Regions from separate parts of the Mus musculus genome. Here regions 1, 2, 3 and 4 are each linked to region 5. A link is a contact called in public Hi-C, HiChIP or PLAC-seq and promoter capture Hi-C data. All regions are on one chromosome and are shown on one strand. The core of a region is the stretch at or near the end of the contact, and the rest is flanking DNA. Distances in the headings are between cores, read along the strand shown. Region 1 holds the start of 2310022A10Rik (RIKEN cDNA 2310022A10 gene). Region 2 holds the start of Timm50 (translocase of inner mitochondrial membrane 50). Region 3 holds the start of Ttc9b (tetratricopeptide repeat domain 9B). Region 4 holds the start of Zfp607b (zinc finger protein 607B). Region 5 holds the start of Zfp780b (zinc finger protein 780B).

Region 1 (2,700 bases), core at 195-2,694, 430 kb before region 5:
GCCTTGAACTTGTAATGTATCAGAGGCTGAGGTAGAGATCCTCCTGCTTTAGCTCCTGGACATTGGGTTTACAGACACACAAACCTGTTGGCTACTGTGCATTTTACAAATGGGAAAGCAGGAATTGGAGAGGCATGGTTTGGTGGCCTGGGTTTCCCACAGGTTTAGGGGTGAAGCTGGGACCCTGGGATACCATAGAATACCATATAATATCCCACACCATGGAAATATGTGAAACGTGTACCCACAGAGGAGGGAAAGCTATAAGGCTGGGTGGCTCCTTGTGGGTAATGCTGAATACAGATGTGTTAGTGGAGAGATGGAGACACCAGGGCGATTTGAGGGTAATCTAAGGGGAGATGGAAACAGGAAGTACAAGAATAACTGGTATGAAGAGATTTAGGGGAAATGGGGGTTTCATGAAGGAGATGTGTGGGTGACTAAGACAATGATGACAGAGAGACCGGCTCATCAGTGCTTGCAATCCCCACACTCAGGAGGCTGAGCAATTGGATCTAAAATTCAAGGCCAGCCTGAGTTGCACTGGTGACTGAATGCTAATCTCCCGCACAGGTACCCAGTGCTAACAAAGATGGAAGAGTGACCAGCGGAGCACTGGGGACAGCAGGGGCGTGTCTGAGCTGACATACTTTGAGGTTACAAGGAGACCCTGTCACATAAAAAGAGAAAACTGAGCATATAAGGCCAATCAGGGCTTAAGGGGAATGAAAATGAATAAAAAGGACAATGTTTGTGCTGAAGAGATGGTGCAGCAGTTAAAAGCACTTGTTGCTCTTCCAAAGGACCTGAACTAGAAAACCCAGCATTCACATGGGATGGCTCACAACCATTCGTAACTACAAATCCAGGGAATTAGACATCTTCTGATCTCCTCGGGTAAATGCAGTCACAGATACTCAATTAATTGTAAACAAACAAAAAAACAAAAATTACTTCTTAAAGGAGGGGGCGATGTGAGAGAGGTCATGGCGTCAGAAGGGGAGGGGTGGTGACGATTTAAGTGGGGTATGATTTAAGAGAAGGGATGAGGGCACCTAAGTGGGCCAAGGACGATATAGAAGAGATGCATTATAGACGAGAGGGTGACACAGGGAGGGCAGCCAAGGTGTCGCGCACCAGATCGCACAGTACCTGCACGTCAGAGTCTTCTACTCCAGAACCTAGCCCCGCCTTCCCGCCCACCTGTGCGCAGGCGCAGTCGCGCTAGACTGCGGGCAGGGTGGGGGCTAGACTTGATCCTTTCTGATTGGCGGCGTTCTTCGCGACCGAGGCTCTGTGTTGTCATGTGATGGTCGCCGCCCCACACTCTCTTGCTGGTTGGAGGCTAGGAGGGCTAGAGCGGCTGGTGGAAGGTGCAGTCTGGCTTCCGGTATCAAGGGCAGGACTTCCGGGGCGGGCGGCCCAGGCCGAGGGAGGAGTGTCTGACAGTTGGCGCGACCCGGAGGGCGGGCGGGCGCCTCGTGGGGGTGCGGGCCCCAGAGTGCCAGGTGAGGTGCGGGACTGGGACGGAGGAGGTTAGGGATGGAGATACGGGGTGGCCGGGGGTCTGGACTTCCCGCGCAGCCCATACTGTACGATCAGATAAATGATTTCTCTTTCTGAGCCTCAGTTTCCTCTTCTGTACAATGGGGGCCCAGAAGCTGACCGTAGAACCCGTGTAATGGGACGTCAGGTCGTGCACACCCGTTCTGCTCTCAGAGCTCTCCATGTTACTCTTCCATCCTCGTTAGCACTGATGATGGGTACCCGCGCGGGAGCTGCCCGAGCTAGCAGGCCAGCGGGTTTGGGTTCTAATCCCAGCTTCCCTTTGCAAGAACTGGGCCTGTGTCATTACCTTTCTGAGCCCAAGTTTTCTCTGTTTAGTGAAAACCGATAATCTCAGGCTCCTATGTTCGTCGTGTGGATCCTGATGAATGTCTTTGGCATACCAACAGCTCGGTGGATCGGGATTGTAGCTGAGAGTTCTAACAACATAGAGGAGGGAAGCCCAAAGGAAGCAAAACAACAGTCAAGAAGATTGTTTGCCTCTTTCCTGAGTCCTGAAATAGCGATTTAAAATAATGACTAATGCATGTTCCTCAATTTAAAAGGGGGCATTTTGCATTGTTATCCTAGCCAGGAGAAGGGAACCTTAACTTGAAATACAATAGAAATAGAACATTCCTCTTCATTTGTGGGCAGTAAATGAAAGATACTTGAAAAGTTGTTTTGTTTGTGTGTTTGTTTGTTTATTTACTTATTTATTATTTTTGAAGCTGGGTCTCTGTTTGTAGCTCTTTCTGTCGTGGAACTCACTACATAGACCAGGTTGGCTTTGAACTCACAGATAAACTGCCTGCCTCTGCCCCTCTACCCAGTGCTGGGATTAAAAGCCTCTGCTATCATGCCAGGGTGGCTAAATAGTCTTATATACTTGGTTTCCACCTCACATCTGCATGCAACTTACATTAGGTCTACAACTGTCCCAGTCTGTCACTAGTTTAGTTCAGATTTAATGAATACCTGTCAGACGTAGTTGTAGGAACTTTGAGTTTGCTGTTTTAACCCCTCTAATATATATATTTTTTAATTTTAAATGACATGTTTTATTACACTGTATGTAAAACCAGAGGATAGCTTGGCCTGGTGGCCTTTACCTACTTAGCCTACTTATCTCTCTGCCCCTCCCCACCTGCCGCC
Region 2 (2,700 bases), core at 86-2,585, 330 kb after region 5:
GATAGAACTTTTAAGTACAAGGGGTCGAAGAGGACTTCTTGAATTTCAAGGTGAGTATCCTAGTTGGAGGAGCCAGGTAATGAACTGAGTATGGGGAAAGAAAGGGGGGGTTCACAGTAGAAATCTGGGGGCCAACAGTCAAGGGTTATGTCTCTCACCAAAAATATAGACGATGCTGACAGTCCCACCAGCTCCGAGCAAACCGGCGATCCAGAGCGCAATTTTTTTGGCATAGCTGGGACCCTCGGAGCCTGGCTGGTGCTGTGGCCCCTGGGCCTTGGAGCCCCCACGGTTGGCAATTTCAGTGACCTGAGTGGAGGGGGATGGAGGAGAGGTCACACAGAGAGAAATAACAGAATACTTAAATTTGTCCAAGCAGCCTCAAGATCAAGAACCAGGAAGTGGACATCCAGAGCAGAAAACTGTGTCCCTGAAGGGGTGAGTTCAGAGGCTGCTCCCCTCAGACAGTCACAACTAAACTGTCTAGAGAATCACAGGGGTTCAAGAGCTGAAAGGGCAAATTGCTCAAGGTCTTGGAAGCAATAGCACTGCAGGGTCTGGAGCCAGGAAGAGTAGGGCAAGGAGAATAAGGGATGGGTGTGTGTGTGTGTGTGTGTGTGTGCGCGCGCGCGCTAGCACAGAGATGTCAAAACTAAAGGGACAGAGGGCACCCAAGGGACAGAACGAACAGTTAAGATATCCGGATACCCAGAGCCCAAGATGGAGGGGTTTGGAAGGGAAGGAAGCAAGAGCGAGGAGAGGCAATCTCCTGTCTGGGACTTTGGGAACGGAAAGTCATGGACTTGGAGGTCAGAATGGCTAGGCTGGAACGGACGGCAGGCTGGATCCTTCCTGTTCCTCTCGCTCAAGGAGGCGATTGAAATGTCACTGGGACAGACCCTGGGTCCCTAGCGCCCTGGGCCCCACCCCCGTCAAGTATCACCTGAATGGTCACCGAGATCAGAACAGGTGACCTCTCCCGGCACCCACGTGGTTGAGACCTGGGCTCCAGGGGATGCACTCCGGGCCTCCATAATCCAGCCCCGGGGGAGCAACTGTGGTCCACACAGGAAGCATGGAAACATCGAAAACGCGGGCTCCGTCCCATTCAGCACCCTGAGGTGCGGTCTCCCAGACCCGCCGGGGTTGCCACCAGACGCCCAAAACTTTAGAGAGAAGCCCCATATCGGGGCGCGCGTCCCGGCGCCGCTCACCTGCTCGGGAGTGCGGGGAGGTGGCGGCGCTAGCCGCGTGCACAGCCCCCGCGCGCCTACCCGGAGCCCGCTCCGCAAGCGCGAGAACAGAGCCGCCGAGGCCGCCATCTTGCGCTGACGCCACGCGGCCCCGCCCACTCGCTCCCTCTCTCCCGCCCAGGCGAGGACTACGACCAATGGGATCGCTGAGGTAGTGCGTGTGGACAGGAACCCGAGAGGGACAAAAAGAACTGGGCGGAGTACCTTTGGTGCGCTCCTAGTCGGTCTTTCCTCTGGCTGAGCGCGAAATTGGAATACTGTCATCTGGCACCACGCCCCCTGGGGCCCTAAGGACCGCCACCATCCAGTCGCTCGGACTTTGCCTTTCACCTCCCATCGTTAGAAATGGACAGAGGCCCAAAAAGTGAGCTGACCCAGCATCCCTCAGTTTTTCTCACGTGGACCAGGAGGCTGAACCAGTCTTCTTTCCCGTCTCCAGATCTCTTTTTACCCCTAACGCCGTGAGTTTGTAGAAAGGACTGGAGTATCTTTCCTTTGCCCAACCACTCATTTGGATCTACCACTCATCTGGATTCAACCAAAGGAACGTTCCGTGCTGACTTGTTTAGGCTTTAGAGTGATTAAGAAAGCAGTGAATTAGGGGTGCGGGAGCCACCATGAGTCTTGCCCAAGTTGTTTTCTATTTGTTTGTTTATTCATTCCTTTATTTGTTTAATCATTTATTATTCACTCGTTCATTCACTCATTTTAAATGTATGAGTGCACTGTCTGCAGGTACAATTGCATGCCAGAAGAGGGGATCATATCTCTTTATAGATTGAACTCAGACCCTCTGGAAGAACAGCCAGTACTCTTAACCGCTGAGCCATCTCTCCAGCCCCCACAAGTTGTTTTCAATGGGAAAAAAAAAGTCAGATTTTTACACTTAAACTTTAAAAATCCAAAGTACTGCAGGGCATTGGTGGCACATGCCTTTACTCCCAGCACTGGGGAGGCAGAGGCAGGCAGATTTCTGAGTTCGAGGCCAGCCTGGTCTACAGAGTGAGCTCCAGGACAGCCAGGGCTACACAGAGAAACCCTGTCTCCAAAAAAAGACACCCACCCACCCACCCAAAAAAATCCAAAGCACTAAGATAGTAAAACTACAAAGTTGGGCAAAGGAAAGCCACACAGAATTCAGAGCTGTTATTTCTGGAGTGGAATGAAATGGATTGGGGTGCTGCTTAAGTGTGCTCAGTCAGCCTCATGCCACAGGGCGTGGTCAGAAGACAACTTTCAAGAGTCGGCTCTCAGCTTCCACCGAGAGTCCAAGGAATCAAAGTTGAGTCATTTGAACTAGGCTGTTTTCCTCACATTAACTTGGGTGAAAATGCCCGTGGTCAAAACACTGCCTTGACATGGTAAGTCTTGTTTGCCTTATATTGATATAACTGTGTGGAGGGAACATAGGTATTCATGAAATATATCTTCATTTTTTAAAAATTAG
Region 3 (2,700 bases), core at 81-2,580, 330 kb before region 5:
CGTGTGTGTATGTGTGTGTGCGCGTGTGCGCGCGCGTGTGTGTGTATGTGCGTGAGTTTGTGTGTGTGTGTGCAGGTATATGTAGGAAGGGGTCAGATAACCACTTTGAGAGGCTGGTTCCACAGATGGAACTCACGTGGTGGCTACTGCTATGTTGCTGGCCCATAATGAACGAATTTCTTTCCTTTTCCCCCTCTTTTTTGAGTCAGGTGTAGCTCTGGCTGGCCCGGAAACCATAGAGTTCTGCTGCTTCTGCCTCCTAAGTGCAGGGATTGCAGGGGAGTGCCACCACAGCGCAGCCGCAGCCGCATTTTCTTGGTTGTCCTTATTGTACTGGTGGTCCTGGGCTGTCAGTGGGGACCCTTGTCACCTCCCCACTGGCTTTTCTGGAAATGGAAGGCAAGGGACAGAATGGCTAGGTTGCAGAGTTGCCTTTCCTCCAGGAAGTCCCCAGTCACACTTCAACCTAGAGCAAATGCCTCCTCTGACTTCTCCATGCTAGCCATGGCTCTCCTCCTGCGCTTCCCAGGATCAGCCACTTTGGGCTGTTACAGGTCTGTCTCTCCACTAGGCTGTGAACCTAGGAGATGTGGCTCTATCTAAATAATTCTTTCTCTCTCCTTTTCCCTCCCTTCTCCTTAATCTCCCACACCTACCTTTTCTTTGTAGTTCATGGCTGATCTGGAATTTCCTCGTTAGCACCAGATTAGCTTCAAACTTCTTTCCACTCTCCTGCCTCAGATGTCCGAGTGTGACTACAGGCAGGTGCTACCCCACTTGACTTCTGTTGTTGTTGTTTGTTTTTACATTGGCCCATCAACCCCCTCCCCCTGAACAGAAATTGAGCAATGGCTATTTGTTTATTACATAAAGAATCGATTCCAACGTATGTACTATTGTCCCGCACTATAGTACAATAGGTAATTTGAGGGGATTGTCCAAATCATAGAGTAATGAGAAACCAGTGTCTGAAGCCGGGCAGCTTGACTCCCAATCCTGTATTCTTATCCAACATGCCAAATGACTAGTGGGCTGAAAACCAGCTTTCCACAAAACTGATGTCTGCCCGCTCAGCCTTTTTCTTCTAGAAATCTCCGGGAGAACATGCAGTCGGGTGGGAGGGTAAGGACTGTGGGGACAAGGGAGAGGCGCCAGAACAACTAGACCCAGGCTGGTTTGAGGGTGAGCGAGGGGGAGTTTGGAGGGGTTTTTCTAGACCCATAGGGGGCAGCCGGAGACGGCAGCCAGAGATGTGGGGGCGGAGAAAGGGTGGGGACCGGCCCCGCGGGGGGCGATGCGGTAGCTGCAGCGGCGGCCGCAGGAGTTTCCCACAATGCAGCGCGGCGCGCTGTCCCCGGTGCTGATGCTCAGCGCTGCCCCGGAGCCTCCACCGCGCCCGCCTCCCGCCCTTTCCCCGCCGGGCCCCGGCTCAGCGCCTCGCCATGGCTCTGCTCGGTCGGGTCCTGCCCCAGAGCCGTCTGGGGGCCTGGCTGCGGCGCTCGACAGCAGCCTGCGGGCTGCCGTGGCGTTCAAGGCGGAGGGTCAGCGTTGCTACCGAGAGAAGAAGTTCCGAGAAGCCATTGGCAAGTACCACCGGGCACTGCTGCAGCTGAAGGCGGCTCAAGGGGCCCGCCCTGGCGGTCTGCCCACCCCCTCCCCGGGACCCACCACCAGCCCGGGGCCCGCCCGCCTCAGCGAGGAGCAGCGGCGCCTGGTGGAGAACACAGAGGTTGAATGTTACGACTCCCTCACTGGTACGGGGCCGTCGGGGGGCGCAGAGGACTCGGGTGAAACGGGTGGGTAGTGAGGGGGTAATCAGGAGGCTATAGAGCCTGTGGTGGCTGGAAGCTGAAGGAGTCAGGGCTGTGGTCTGGCGGGGAAGACTACAAAACTTGCTGAGGAAGAGAGTTGGGAGTAGATGAATAGGGCTTCTTGGATGGAGTAAGCAGGGGCTTGAATAATGAAACGGGCTCTGGACTTGGTCTTCTAAGCCCCACTTCCCTGACTCATTCTTTCCCCCGGTCTGCCACGCATGAGCCAAGGTTAGAAAGGCTTACCCTGCACCGGCTATTTCGTTCTTGGACCCTCCCTCTATAATTACTTGGGAAAACCTCCAGCTAATTGCTTCAGACTTGTCTGTCCTGCGCCCTCTAGCGGCGGCGCAGATAGCTCTTATACTAACAGGTTAGCTGATTAGTGTCTCCTGGTGGCCAGAGCAATCCCATATGCCCAGGGGAAGAGGTCAGGTTATTTGAGGTCATGTGAATCCTAGGGGATGCAGGCTGTGTCTGAGACTACAGGGTCTCTGCATCCCACAGCTTGCCTCCTGCAGTCGGAGCTGGTGAACTATGAGCGGGTGCGTGAGTACTGTCTCAAGGTGCTGGAGAAACAGCAGGGCAACTTCAAGGCCACCTATCGTGCCGGCATTGCCTTCTACCACTTGGGTGATTATGCACGTGCGCTGCGCTACCTACAGGAGGCCCGCAGCCGAGAGCCCACAGGTGAGTGGCAGGGCTGGGCTGGGCAGGGGGTTAGAACAGAGGAAACCTAGGCGGGAGGACCAGGGCAGAGCCAAGCCACCCCAGGGAAGTGCTGTTACCAGCTCCAGACAAGCTCTCTCTAGCTACCTAAGATTCCTCATACACTCATCCAGCACCCATCCACCGTCCCCAAAGGTATACTCACCTTGTTCCTCTGGCA
Region 4 (2,700 bases), core at 87-2,586, 290 kb before region 5:
CTCCTCCTCCTGGTGATCTGAAACTCCCTCTCTCATTCCTCCCCCTGGCTGGGAGACGTGCTGCCCTGTTTTCTCTCTGCCCAGCCTTTGGGCAATCTGCATTTATTGTCAGGGCAGAGAACAAATGGTAAGATTTTGTTTATAGAACTTGAAACACGAGAGTTTTTTTTAAAAAATCTAAGTATTACAATGTCATTTTCAGATAGAAACAAGAGGTGAGGGCAGAGAAATGACCATTTGAAAACCCCAAGGATAACCTTTCCACGGGGCACAAAACCATTCTGACCACAGTTCATCTCAAACTCAGGTGCTCCCGTGGGCTTAGTGGGATGGAGACTTCCGTGAGCTCCCGACTGCAGCAGCCGGTGCCTTTGTGGCCACAGCACTGTCTGTATAGTGGGTTTCAGATGCACGGTTTCCCCATAGATCTGGCTCTGTAGATGGCCTATTGGTCCAACCGAGGATGTGAAATCTGAGCGCTAAAGAGGGTTCTTCATCGGGTGTCCTGAGCAGACTAAGGGACAGCCACAATGCCGCTGTGTAACGGGACATGTTCAACAACTTCCTCAGCAGGACAGGCGCATACTGAAGATTTGATATGCCATCTTAGGCAAATGGGGGCTGGGAACAAGGTGTTTGAAGCTGGTGTATACTGTGGCTTCTGGTTGCTGTGAAGAAAAGTTCAGACTCCCATAAGCTGTCTTCCCGGCAAACCTGGAATTCTTCTTCTTTTTTTTTTAACTTGGAATTTTTATGATTCTGTTTACTTACCTTATGGTTCGTTGAGATCTGATATGAGATTTGGGTATGCGGGAATTGACTTGCTAAAAGGTCCTTTGTGTAACAATCACAAAAGCCCTCCTGCGAAGCTGTTAGCCGTTTAGTTCAGCTCACCAGAATGGATCCCTCTGCTTCTGGGAAGCCTAAATTCATTCTGCAGTGTCCCTCTTTCTTTGATCGTTCAGAAAAACCCAGAACACTGACAAAGTCCCACCAGAGCACAGCGAGGTGGAACCCTGCAGTGGGTCTCAGGCAAAGCGTATTCAATTACATCTCGATCCAATTTTACTTCCTAGCCTGCGTTTAAAACTTAGGCTCACCTGTCTTCTCCACAGGGGTGAAACCCAGTTACTCACAGAACCCGGAAGTACACACACACACAGAGAGAGAGAGAGAGAGAGAGAGAGAGAGAGAGAGAGAGAGAGAGAGAGAGAGAGAGAGAGAGAGAGAGAGAGAGAGAGAGAGAAGGGCACCATCCCTGGGAACTCCCACAAAGCACAGGGCGCAGCTGCCAGATGGGCTGGCCCAGGTTGCATGCTGGGATATCCCAGAACTATGAAGCATTATATTTCTTGTAGTTTGGGACAAGGGGACTACATTTCCCAGGCAGCATAGGGTCGGAAGTAGATAACTTCTGGTGTGCAGGCGGAGCTACCCCGGATGGTCAGGTGGGAATCAGAAGTCACTGGTTGGCCTCCACAGAGTAAGGCGGGAGACCGCAGGCGGGTGTGGGTGTGGCGAATGGGTGTTGATGTGTGGGCGTGTAGGAACTGTGGTGTGTGTACGTGTGTGTATGTGCGTGTGTGTCTGTCAGTGTCTAACTGTATACACACCTTGAGCTCTCTGCATAATCTGTGTCTCTTTGCTTGTCGCTGTCTGCTCCTGCTTTCTCTCAGGGACACAGGGACTAAAGCAGAGGACCAAGCTTCAGTAAGGGGAGGTCAGGTGCGGGGTCTGAAGGGAAGCTTTCCCCGAGGCTCAGACTTGAGCTTAGGGCTATAATTTAAGGACGGGGGTGTCGTCTAGGAGGGAGGGTACTTGTTGAGCTCCGTGACTGTCTCAGAGCTCTGCCGAATCTGAATATCGAGGGAAGAGAAGGAAAGTTCTCACTGAGGATGCTCTCAAATGTAGTCTGCGATCTCATGTATACTCGGGTTCCCTGCTTAGGCCATTATTCAAGAGGGAGGCTGGAGAATAATGAAAATATTATCGCTACCCATCTAAGATTCAAGAGTGAGTGCTCTTTTCGGTTTGAGAACTGAGGTTTTAGTTTTAGAATATAGAATTGTTAGGAAATGAAGCAGGAGCATGCAAATTTACAACTGCACTATTGTCCTTAGTGTCCCCTCCCGTTCCAGCTAGTATTCACATTATCATTTCAGTGACCCTTGATGTCTTCTGTCGACAATCCCATCTTTTTCCCAAGCTGTTTTCCATAGGGACCTACAGAGGTTAGCATTAGGGCTTTCAAACGCTGCTGTTCTACATCTGATTTCTATTTCCATGGCATCACAAGACAGGAAAAGAATGCAGTCGATAGATGGTCTGTTCGCTTGTGAGGATTTCGGGAGTGGGAAAGTGATAGCACTGAAGGACTTCATCTAACTTATATTTTTGTCACGAGTACACTTGCCATCTACTCTCTAAGACTTTACAAACTATTAATCCCAGTCACCATGTTTCATGACACATCTCCCAACTCTCTCGCTTATGGTATAGATCTACCTCCCACTCTCGACCCCGATGCTGCACATCCAGCCTCCGCCACTCAAACCCCAGTAACCGGCATCTTACTGTTCCTAGGAGAAAACAGCTTCAGATTCTACATGACTGAGACCATGGGGGTCTGTCTTTTGTTTAAAGATGAAGTATTTGTCTTCAAAGTTATGTATGTTGGGTTATGTGTCCATGACCACAGGT
Region 5 (2,700 bases), core at 94-2,593:
GGGATGACCCTAATCTATATCTCTAAATGACAGTCTGGCGACTGGCTCGACTGCACTTCCCAAATCCTTGCTGTTTCAAACTTCCAGGGCTACTTCTGCTCCAGCCGTCTGGTGTCCCCGGGAGGCATATCACTCTGTCAGGAACGGTTGGTCCAGCTCTTGGAGACCTCCTGTTCTCTAGTCTTTTCCTCCCCTGTGCTCTGCCTCTGTTCTCTCTCCTCCCCTGGTGGTGCCTACTTGAGACCCACAGCTCAGTTACTCAAACTCTACCTCTCTCTATTCCTCTCAGGAACTGGCTGTGGCTAGTTTTATTTAAACTCAGGTTTTAAGCTGGGGAGCAAAGTTCACATAGCATCACTTGGAGTATGTGAGGATCTGCTCATGGCGAAGGGTGGGGGGGGGGGGACACCAGATCTTGGGAGCCAGTATTTAGCATTAAATACAAGCAGCACCAGCACCCCTGAAGTCCCCCTGCTTTGAAAGGAAGGTCTATAAAGATCAAAGTCCATCTGCTATGTGATGCCATGGATAGGAATTGGTTTGAGTTTGAGATTCCTAAGGTTAACCTCTGGAGATTCTTATCTATAAAGTCTAGGGGAAAGGTCTGATTATTGAGAGATATCAAGGATCACTGAAACAATAGTGAGAATACTAATTGGGAGGAGAACGAACAATGTAAGAGCCACAAAGTTGGAGCTATCAGTTTGTCTGTTACTCCTTCATTTACTGACAATTCTATAGTCTAAACCTAAAGCCTCGTTTCTCACACGGAGAGAAAGCACAAACTTCGCCCTTGAGTCTTAGCTGAGTAGCAATAAAGATCTCATGCTTCTCTAGCCCTCCTTTGGAATAATGGCCGAAATGGGGAGCCTGTGGGGAGCCCAAGGAAGCCTGAGATCCCAAACTAGATCTGAGAGCATCCTCAATGAGCACTTTCCCTCCCTTCCCGCAACACTCGCATTGCTACAGCTCAGGGAAACCTAGGGATCTTATCCCCCTAGGGGCCCCTCGGAGGCACTTCCGGCCTCAGCTACTCATGTACCTCAAAGGAAGCTTCCCTTCAGACTCTGCACCTGATCTTTCCTTGCTTCAGCCCCTGTGCCTGCAAGAGAAAGCAGGAGCAGAAAGCTACAAGCATAGTGACACAGGAGATGCAGAGTGCTCAAGGTGCGTATACATACAGAGAAACAGACACACACATCACCGCCCCTACACACTCACACAAATATCAACATCCATCCCACACCCACACCCAGCATGCTGGCTCCGATCTTACTCTGTGAGGACGTAGGCCATAGAGCGATTTCTTCCACCTACGAGAAAAACCTGACTTTTCAAGGGAGCGATACACGACACCGGAATTCGATCCGTTACTTCCGGTGCGGTGGACCCTGGGAAATGTAGTCCTTGCGGCGGAACTCCGGGAAGCCCAGAGCTCAGAGGTTCAGGGCGATCCGAGCTTGCTACTGGGACCAGCCCACCTGGGAGCTGCGCCTGGTGGTGTCAGGGGTTTTTCCAAAAAGGCACAGCCTTTAAAAGCTCCCGTGTGGTGCTCAAAAGGTACTTCCGCTTCTGCGCGCCACTGATTTTTCTCTTCCCTGGAGCGGACTGACAAGCAGAACAGGAAGTAAGATCAGAATGGGATATAAGTGACTTGAGTCCCACTGAGTGGGATTCCACCTCGCTGTGACCTGGTAGGGACTATGGTAAATTTGGAAAGACTAAACTAAAGAATTGTTGGTGTTAAACGTGGATAGTTTACATCAGCGATTTCAGACAGCCAGGTGTTCTGGACCCTCCCTGAGTTCAGGGTCCCTGTTACCTAGATAGAAAACGGTGAGTGAGGAACACATCAGAAAGTTTCAACTGAGTCGTGTCCGTTAGACAGTAATTTACCTCACGTTGAAGGATGAAAACAAGGAGGATTTGAAAACAAGTCAGACTCAACCGAGTATCAACTACAGAAAATATGTTAAAGTTCAGTACTCTAGAAGATTACGAGTGACCGTAATGAAGACTCAGGTTGATTTGATAATCGAGACAGACTGGGGACACAACATTGCCAGTGTAAATAAAGAGGCCAAGTCATCAAGTATAATAAACATGGCTGCGCGTGGTAAGACATGCCTTTTATCCCAGCAAAGGGGAGGCACAGCTCACTGCATGTGTGTGAGACTGAAGCCAGCTACAAGTATAGAGTGAAACCCTCCCTAAAAACTAAAATAAACTAAAAGTACTAATAGCGCAGCTTCAGGCACGAAGCAGGGGGAAAGCCTGGTAAGTAATAAGGTAGTAATAAGAATGACAGCCAGAAAATGGCCTAGTTGGCCGTCATTGGGAAGAGAGACCCCTTGGTCTTGCAAAGTTTATATGCCCCAGTACAGGGGAACGCCAGGGCCAAGAAGTGGGAGTGAGTGGGTAGGGGAGCAGGGCAGGGGGGAGGGTATAGGGAACTTTCAGGATAGCATTTGAAATGTAAATAAAGAAAATATCTAATAAATAAGAAAAGAAGCAGGGGGTGGGGGTGGGGGGAGATCAAATTGTGAGGGCTGGAGGGATGGCTCAGTGGTTAACAGCACTGACTGCTCTTCTGAAGGTCCTGAGTTCAAATCCCAGCAACCACATTGTAGCTCACAACCATCCCTAATGAGATCTGACGCCCTCTTATGGTGTGTCTGAAGACATCTACAGTGTAGTTAC

What was found. Promoter capture Hi-C pulls out the DNA fragments that hold promoters and counts their contacts. A called contact is a pair of places that touch in the nucleus more often than the background predicts. HiChIP or PLAC-seq counts read pairs in DNA pulled down with a chosen protein or histone mark.
Region 1: a Hi-C map of cardiomyocytes shows a contact between it and region 5, with 3 times the contacts expected there. The contact joins the promoter of 2310022A10Rik here to the promoter of Zfp780b in region 5. A contact is called at or near these places in 3 of 39 promoter capture datasets (cranial neural crest, liver and pre-B cells) and 1 of 484 Hi-C or Micro-C datasets (cardiomyocytes).
Region 2: a contact with region 5 is called in an H3K4me3 HiChIP or PLAC-seq map of the SCID.adh cell line, with 16 read pairs. The contact joins the promoter of Timm50 here to the promoter of Zfp780b in region 5. A contact is called at or near these places in 4 of 39 promoter capture datasets (the 3T3-L1 cell line, hippocampal neurons, liver and 1 more), 1 of 15 datasets of contacts at CTCF or cohesin (the NIH/3T3 cell line), 1 of 484 Hi-C or Micro-C datasets (cardiomyocytes), 3 of 115 datasets of contacts at active chromatin or transcription factors (the 230-238 cell line, the SCID.adh cell line and bone marrow-derived macrophages) and 1 of 9 other capture datasets (pancreatic islet).
Region 3: a promoter capture Hi-C map of macrophages shows a contact between it and region 5, with 5 read pairs. The contact joins the promoter of Ttc9b here to the promoter of Zfp780b in region 5. A contact is called at or near these places in 3 of 39 promoter capture datasets (the HPC-7 cell line, cranial neural crest and macrophages), 2 of 484 Hi-C or Micro-C datasets (both in embryonic stem cells), 2 of 115 datasets of contacts at active chromatin or transcription factors (both in embryonic stem cells) and 2 of 9 other capture datasets (adipose tissue and pancreatic islet).
Region 4: an H3K4me3 HiChIP or PLAC-seq map of stem cell-derived neural progenitor cells shows a contact between it and region 5, with 6 times the contacts expected there. The contact joins the promoter of Zfp607b here to the promoter of Zfp780b in region 5. A contact is called at or near these places in 8 of 39 promoter capture datasets (the C10 cell line, cranial neural crest, embryonic stem cells and 4 more), 2 of 15 datasets of contacts at CTCF or cohesin (the NIH/3T3 cell line and pro-B cells), 5 of 484 Hi-C or Micro-C datasets (the G1E-ER4 cell line, embryonic fibroblasts, erythroblasts and 1 more), 14 of 115 datasets of contacts at active chromatin or transcription factors (DN3 thymocytes, the SCID.adh cell line, bone marrow-derived dendritic cells and 7 more) and 2 of 9 other capture datasets (adipose tissue and liver).

What each region holds. Positions count from the first base shown.
Region 1 is chr7:27,551,846-27,554,545 of GRCm38.p6, forward strand. 2310022A10Rik (RIKEN cDNA 2310022A10 gene) reads left to right here and starts at 1,445. Exons shown (of 10, transcript NM_175107.5): 1 at 1,445-1,508. Pld3 (phospholipase D family, member 3) reads right to left here and starts at 1,373. Exons shown (of 14, transcript NM_011116.2): 1 at 1,153-1,373.
Region 2 is chr7:28,310,711-28,313,410 of GRCm38.p6, forward strand. Timm50 (translocase of inner mitochondrial membrane 50) reads right to left here and starts at 1,336. Exons shown (of 11, transcript NM_025616.3): 1 at 1,215-1,336; 2 at 159-309. The coding sequence starts at 1,322. Gm51445 (a long non-coding RNA gene) reads left to right here. Exons shown (of 3, transcript XR_003946618.1): 1 at 1-50; 2 at 380-438; 3 at 1,375-2,063.
Region 3 is chr7:27,652,594-27,655,293 of GRCm38.p6, forward strand. Ttc9b (tetratricopeptide repeat domain 9B) reads left to right here and starts at 1,331. Exons shown (of 3, transcript NM_028417.1): 1 at 1,331-1,754; 2 at 2,319-2,501. The coding sequence starts at 1,334. Gm38973 (a long non-coding RNA gene) reads right to left here and starts at 1,639. Exons shown (of 3, transcript XR_881908.3): 1 at 657-1,639.
Region 4 is chr7:27,688,004-27,690,703 of GRCm38.p6, forward strand. Zfp607b (zinc finger protein 607B) reads left to right here and starts at 1,337. Exons shown (of 6, transcript NM_001112731.1): 1 at 1,337-1,483.
Region 5 is chr7:27,977,814-27,980,513 of GRCm38.p6, forward strand. It overlaps Zfp780b (zinc finger protein 780B), which reads right to left and starts at 1,344. Exons shown (of 6, transcript NM_001081021.1): 1 at 1,277-1,344.